Linked DNA regions of Sus scrofa: region 1 is linked to region 2. A link is a contact called in public HiChIP or PLAC-seq data. All regions are on one chromosome and are shown on one strand. Each heading gives the region's core, a stretch centred on a gene start, on an enhancer-like site or on the middle of the called end of the contact. The rest is flanking DNA. Distances are from core to core; before and after follow the strand shown. Region 1 has its middle 7.4 kb from the start of PAQR8. Region 2 overlaps LOC106504432 (a long non-coding RNA gene).

The links. HiChIP or PLAC-seq counts read pairs in DNA pulled down with a chosen protein or histone mark.
Region 1: an H3K27ac HiChIP or PLAC-seq map of alveolar macrophages shows a contact between it and region 2. The contact joins two enhancer-like sites. A contact is called at or near these places in 7 of 47 Hi-C or Micro-C datasets (alveolar macrophages, blood, embryonic fibroblasts and 3 more) and 1 of 2 datasets of contacts at active chromatin or transcription factors (alveolar macrophages).

What each region holds. Positions count from the first base shown.
Region 1 is chr7:46,219,609-46,222,489 of Sscrofa11.1, forward strand. No RefSeq gene overlaps it. Among named protein-coding and RNA genes, the nearest start is that of PAQR8, 7.4 kb to the right of the region's middle. Within about 2 kb of position 1,628, at least 5 of the 83 cell types and tissues checked have an H3K27ac peak or open chromatin away from gene starts, as enhancers often do. A contact at or near this core is called in alveolar macrophages, where this site is marked.
Region 2 is chr7:46,137,850-46,140,923 of Sscrofa11.1, forward strand. LOC106504432 (a long non-coding RNA gene) reads right to left here. Exons shown (of 5, transcript XR_002345758.1): 5 at 663-891. Among named protein-coding and RNA genes, the nearest start is that of MCM3, 35 kb to the left of the region's middle. Within about 2 kb of position 1,817, at least 7 of the 83 cell types and tissues checked have an H3K27ac peak or open chromatin away from gene starts, as enhancers often do. A contact at or near this core is called in alveolar macrophages, where this site is marked.

The sequences.
Region 1 (2,881 bases), core at 378-2,877, 82 kb after region 2:
GCCAGATCCGAGCCGCATCTTCAACCTACACCACAGCTCACGGCAATGTAGGATCTTTAACCCACTGAGGGAGGCCGGGGATTAAACCCGCAACCTTCATTTCTGCTTCACCACAACAGGATCTCAATAATATTTTATAACATTTTCTTATAAATGTTAAGAGAATTCGTGGTGCCGATATCATATTCAGGAAATAGACATTTTAGAGTTCCCGTTGTGGTGCAGCAGAAAAGAATCCGACTAGGAACCATGAGGTTGCGGGTTCGATCCCTGGCTTTGCTCAGTGGGTTAAGGATGTGGCATTGCTGAGAGCTGTGGTATAGGTCGCAGACTCGGATTTGGCGTTGCTGTGGGTGTGGTGTAGGCCGGCAGCTATAGCTTCAATTTGACCCCTAGACTGGGAACCTCCATATGCTGCTAGTGTGGCCTAAAAAGCAAAAAAAAAAAAAAGACATTTTAATTCCAATCTCATTATAATCTAAATCTAATTAAAACTCTTTATAAAGCCATTGGGGTAGATGTTATGAAGATTTCCAAAAATGTAACCAAAAATATTAAATTTCTTTTCGGTTTTCAAAGATTGCATTACAATCAGTTATAAGGTAGAAAAAAAATTATATTCCTGAATTGTGATCCTTCTGTATGTTTTTTTTTTTTTTTTTGGTCTTTTTAGGGCTGCAATCATGACATATGGAGGTTCCCAGGCTAGGGGTCGAATTGGAGTTACAGCTGCCAGCCTCCACCACAGCCACAGCAATGCAGAATTCAAGCCATGTCTGCCACCTACCCCACAGCTCACAACAACGACGGATCCTCAACCCCCTCAACCCACTGATCGAGGCCAGGGATCGAACATGCATCCTCATGGATGCTAGTCAGAATCACTTCCTCTGAGCCGCAACGGGACTTCATTCTTAAGTTCAGAGATTGCTAGTACTTTAGTGTGCATAGTTTGCTTTTTCAAAGTACCATTCAGCTACTGGCCATTTTATCATTATCAACTCTCTCTCTCTCTCTCTCTTTTTTTTTTTCTGAGAGGTAGAGAGACAGAAAATTATCTCCCACTCACCCTTATTTTGAGGAAAATGTCTTGGGCAAGGCCACACAGCTGGTTGAGTAGAGCAGATAGGAACAGCCAGACTTCCTGACTTGCAAACCATTATTTCTTTTTTCCTCAACCTTGCAGAACAGAAGGAAATTGATACCATAGGCCTGGGCCTCACAAACTATTTGTTCAGGAAATCATTGTATTTGGCATATGATTTTATATGCCAACTACCATTGTAGACCTGGGAACTTGCACACCGCATGGTCCCTGCCCTTAAAGGAGCTGAGCGAATCACTAAGGACCAGGCCCCCTGAGAGAGGAGTATGATGGGGAGGCAAGGCCAGGGTAGGTGGGAACTGGGGCGCCCTCATCCAGCCAGGGGTTGGGAAAGCCTGCCAGTCAGAGCTGGCTCTGGGGCCAACGTTGATGAGCGGGTTCCTGGTGCTGTCACCGTGTGCAGGAGCATCCATGGGAGATAGGGAGGGTTGCACTTGTGAACAAGTCCCACTGTGATGATCCAGACCAGCCCAGTGGCCTGGGCGTGGGCTCTGAGAGAGAAGGCAGGAAGAGGAAAGAGGAAGGAGGCCAGAGACCTACAGAACAAGGGCCCTTTGGGTTGAGAGTTTGTGTTGTAGGCAGCAGTGAGCTCCTGAGGAAGGAGTGATCCATCTCCCCTTTCATTTGTTTATTCATTTATTTTGCTTTTTAGGACCGCACCCGCAGCATATGGAGGTTCCCAGGCTAGGGGTCTAATCAGAGCTGTAGTCGCCGGCCTACACCACAGCCACAGCAACGCGGGATCTGAGCTGCGTCTGCGACCTACTCCATAGCACATGGCAACGCCGGGTCCTTAACCCATTGAACGAGGCCAGGGATCGAACCCACAACCTCATGGTTCCTAGTTGGATTCATTTCCACTGCACCAGGACTCCTCCATCTCCTCTTTTAAACCATCACCCTGAAGTGGCTTGGAGAACAGACTGAGGGTTTGGGGATGCGAGGTGGAAGAACCATCCCTTGAGAAAGAAAGGCCAGTTGTGGGACTGCTGTTTTCCTCTTCAACACAAGTTCGTTCTGAAGGCCTCAATCGAGGGAGGGCAGCAGAAATGGGAAGGGCTCCCAGAAACACTGAGGTGAAATCAGCAGGCCCCTGTGACTGATTTGACGTAGGGAAGGGTCACTTGTGGGCTGAAGGAGGAGTCTGGAGACGTTGAGTTTGAAGGGCCCGAGGCATGTTCAACTGGACAAATCCAGAGGTGCTGGATATTTGAATCCAAACTCAGGAAGAGTGAGGCTGTGGGTGTGTACTTGCAAATCATCTGATACAGATGCTGGCAGGTTCCAGATGTAGAAAAAGGTGGCAGTTGGTGGAACCCTGGGGGCAGATGCCACAGGTGACAAGGTGAGGGGACAGCCAGGAGCACAGAGGAGGGGAGGGTCACATGAGCCACAAGAGGAGGCATTGGTCAGCAGCATGAATCCCCTGAGCCCAGGTGACACAGGATTGAACAAACTAAAACTCCAGGAATGAAAAACCACTTCCATCTTCCTTCTGCCTTTTTTTTTTTTTTTTTTTTTTTTTTAGGGCCACATGTGTGGCACATGGAAGTTCCCAGGCTAGGGGTCGAATTGGAGTTGCAGCTGCCAGCCTACACCACAGCCACAGCAATGCAGGATCTGAGCCACATCTGCGACCTACACCACAGCTCGCAGCAGTGCCAGATCCTTAACCCACTGAGCGGGGCCAGGGATCAAACCTGCATCCTCATGGATACTAGTCATGTTCATTTCCATTGAGCCACAGCAGGAACTCCCCATCTTCCTTCTGCAGTG
Region 2 (3,074 bases), core at 567-3,066:
AATTTAAAAGTAGGAAAGAGGAGTTCCCGTTGTGGCTCAGTGGTAACAAACCTGACTGGTATCCATGAGGATTCAGGTTTGATCCCTGGCCTCACTTAGTGGGTTAAGGACCCGGTGTTGCTGTGGCTGTGATGAGCTTTGGTGTAGGTCACAGAGGTGGCTTTGATCTGGTGTTGCTGTGTCTGTGGTGTAGGCTGGCAGCTGCAGCACTGATTCAACCCCTAGCCTGGGAACTTCCATATGCCTCAGGTGCAGCCCTAAAAAGACAAAAAATACATGAAATAAAATAAAAATAACAAATAAACACAAAAGTATATGTACACAGGAGTTCCCGTCATGGCGCAGTGGTTAACGAATCTGACTAGGAACCATGAGGTTGCGGGTTCGATCCCTGGCTTTGCTCAGTGGGGTAAGCATTGCCGTGAGCTGTGGTGTAGGTCACAGATGCGGCTCAGATCCCCCGTTGCTGTGGCTCTGACATAGGCCGGTGGCTACAGCTCCGATTGGACTGCTAGCCTGGGAACCTCCATATGCCACGGAAGTGGCCCTAGAAAAGGCAAAAAGCAAAAAAAAAAATATATATATATATATGTATATATATATATATATACATATATATATGTACACAAAAGTAACAACAATAACCATACACACACAATGGAGAGAGAGTGAAAGAGATGGAAATTTGAATTCAGTAGGTTTTTCTACCGCTTGATACCTCAGGATCAGCATCTGAGGGGGACCAATGGCAGCAGGAGGGGGTGCAGGGGAGGTTGGACTGCATGGAATCCAGGAGGAGCTCTGAAGCTGGGCCGGCCCAGGGAAGCAGGAATGGCTTTGGGTAAGGCAGCTCCCTCCAGCCTGGTGGGCATCAGTCTTTGGAGCCAACTTCTAAAAGAAAAGTTAATGGGAAAAACCAGTCTTTTTAGCGCTGCCACTAGTCTTGAGACCCCACCTAGGAGTCAGTTATCTCTGTCTTCTACTACCCGTGGTGGAGTCCCCTCCCCCTCGGCTAGCACTTCTGCTGGTCTTCAGTGGCTTTCCTAAGTGGGATGACGAGCCCCTAGTCACCTTGCCCTTCTCAGGCTAAGGCTGCTACAGGGAGAACCAAGGTGATTGGGGTCAAATATAGTCTCCCATGCCTCCCTTATATAACAACAGGCCAACCTCCTGCAGACAATTAGGCTAAATTATCCGTTCAAGCAGGTGACTCTTTCCAAGCCTTCTGATTTCTTGGCATGAGGAAGCTGAAGTGACTGGACAGCAGACAAAACTTGAATGGGATTCCTGCTGTGCACCCTAGTGGAACATCCTCTTCCTGGGAGCCAAGATCTCTAATACTGAGCCCAGCGTTGCAGGAACAGGAGCAAAAATTCTCCCAGTGGGTCTCTGGGAGTGGGAGGAGGCAGAGCCACTCCTTGGTTCTCAGATCTGTGTGTTCTAACTGATAGGGACATGGCACCATATCACGGTGGGTGATTTTGGGAATATACTGTAAGGTACAGCCTCTCAGCTAGCCTCTCAGTTGCGTCTCAACAAGCCATCCCATTGCTCTGTGTGGCACAGTTCAGGACAGGGCCATGGATCCATCATGTACCCACTACCATGCCCTGTTTGCTACAAAGTGTGTCTCTTATTCGAATGTGATCTTTTGTAGGATCTCCTCTTTGTAGATCAAACACTCCATAAGCCCTTGGATGATGGTTACTGAGGCCTATAAAAAAATTAATAAGCAGAAACTTCCATGAAGTAGAGTTAGGAGACCAGAAGGGGGAGCTCCTATGCTCTGCCATGATAGCAGAGCCCAATAGGAAGAAGAAAGACTCCTTTTCTCAGCCAATGAAAAGCCTCGGACTCTGTTCAGTACAGCCCTTCTGATGTCCTTTCCCCTTTATAAAAGCAGTCTCCTTCCCTTTCTGTGCTTGCACCTGGCTCACCATGCCCGCGGACCCCAAACTGCAGTTCTCTGCTGATCCTGAATCAACACACCTTTGCTAGAGAAATATCAGCATTCTATTTGTTTCAGGCCAACAGACCCTATAAATAGGAAAGACTAACTGAGAGCTGGAATATTTGTTGATTCCAGTCAAGATGAATTGTCCCTTCTAGAGTAGAAGTTTAGTGAAGTTAATTTCCCACTAAATGGCTGATGGGTCTTCTCCAAGAGATGTATTAGAGACATAGAGCTGGTCCCTCTCCTGGCAGGTTAGAAAATGTTGGTAGCAGCTGAATCTAGAACAGGCTTGCCAAGTGGGAGCTGGTGCTGTTGAGCCCATGTATACCTTCCATCCCTGCCACCATGGCGCTTTTGTTGTGCCAACAGTGAGGCCCAACACAGAGGTTTGCTGATGTCACCTGGGTGAGTCATTCTGTCTACTTAATGCTTAGTGTCTTCTGTAGTTTAGTCAAGAGTTCTGGGTGTGAAACTGACTCAGATATGGAAACAACGCGAGTGATCTTGAGGGTTTTTTTTGTCTTTTGTCTTTTTAGCGCCGCACCTGCGGCATATGGAGGTTTCCAGGCTAGGGGTCCAGTTGGAGCTGTAGCTGCTGTCTACACCACAGCCACAGTGAAACAAGATCTGAGCCCCGTCTGCGACCTACACCACAGCTCACAGCAAAGCCGGATCCTTAACCCACTGAGCGAGGCCAGGGAGTGAACCTGCAACCTCATGGTTCCTAGTCGGATTTGTTTCGGCTACACTACGACAGGAACTCCGTCCTTGATTATTTTGATGGAGTAGATTGAACAGTGCTTTTGTTGCTGCCCATCTGTCTTGCCCATAAGGAGGCTCTGTTTTATTAACTATCTCCACAGCTTTCTGTGGGTCATACCCTTTTTTGCTGCCTCTCCAGCCTTCCCTCTCACTGCAACAACTGAACCCACTTTGCTTCTAATGGTCAAAGCACTGCCATGACCTCTAATTTACTGTCATTCCCATCAAGGAGCCCAGTTCTGTAATGACATCTCTTACCATGAGCTATAAAGGAGAGCCACCAGTACTTTTCTGACTGAATCTGAGATCCCTCTTACCAGATCCTGCCTTGCTGCTTTGGCAAAAGGAGTTTCATATG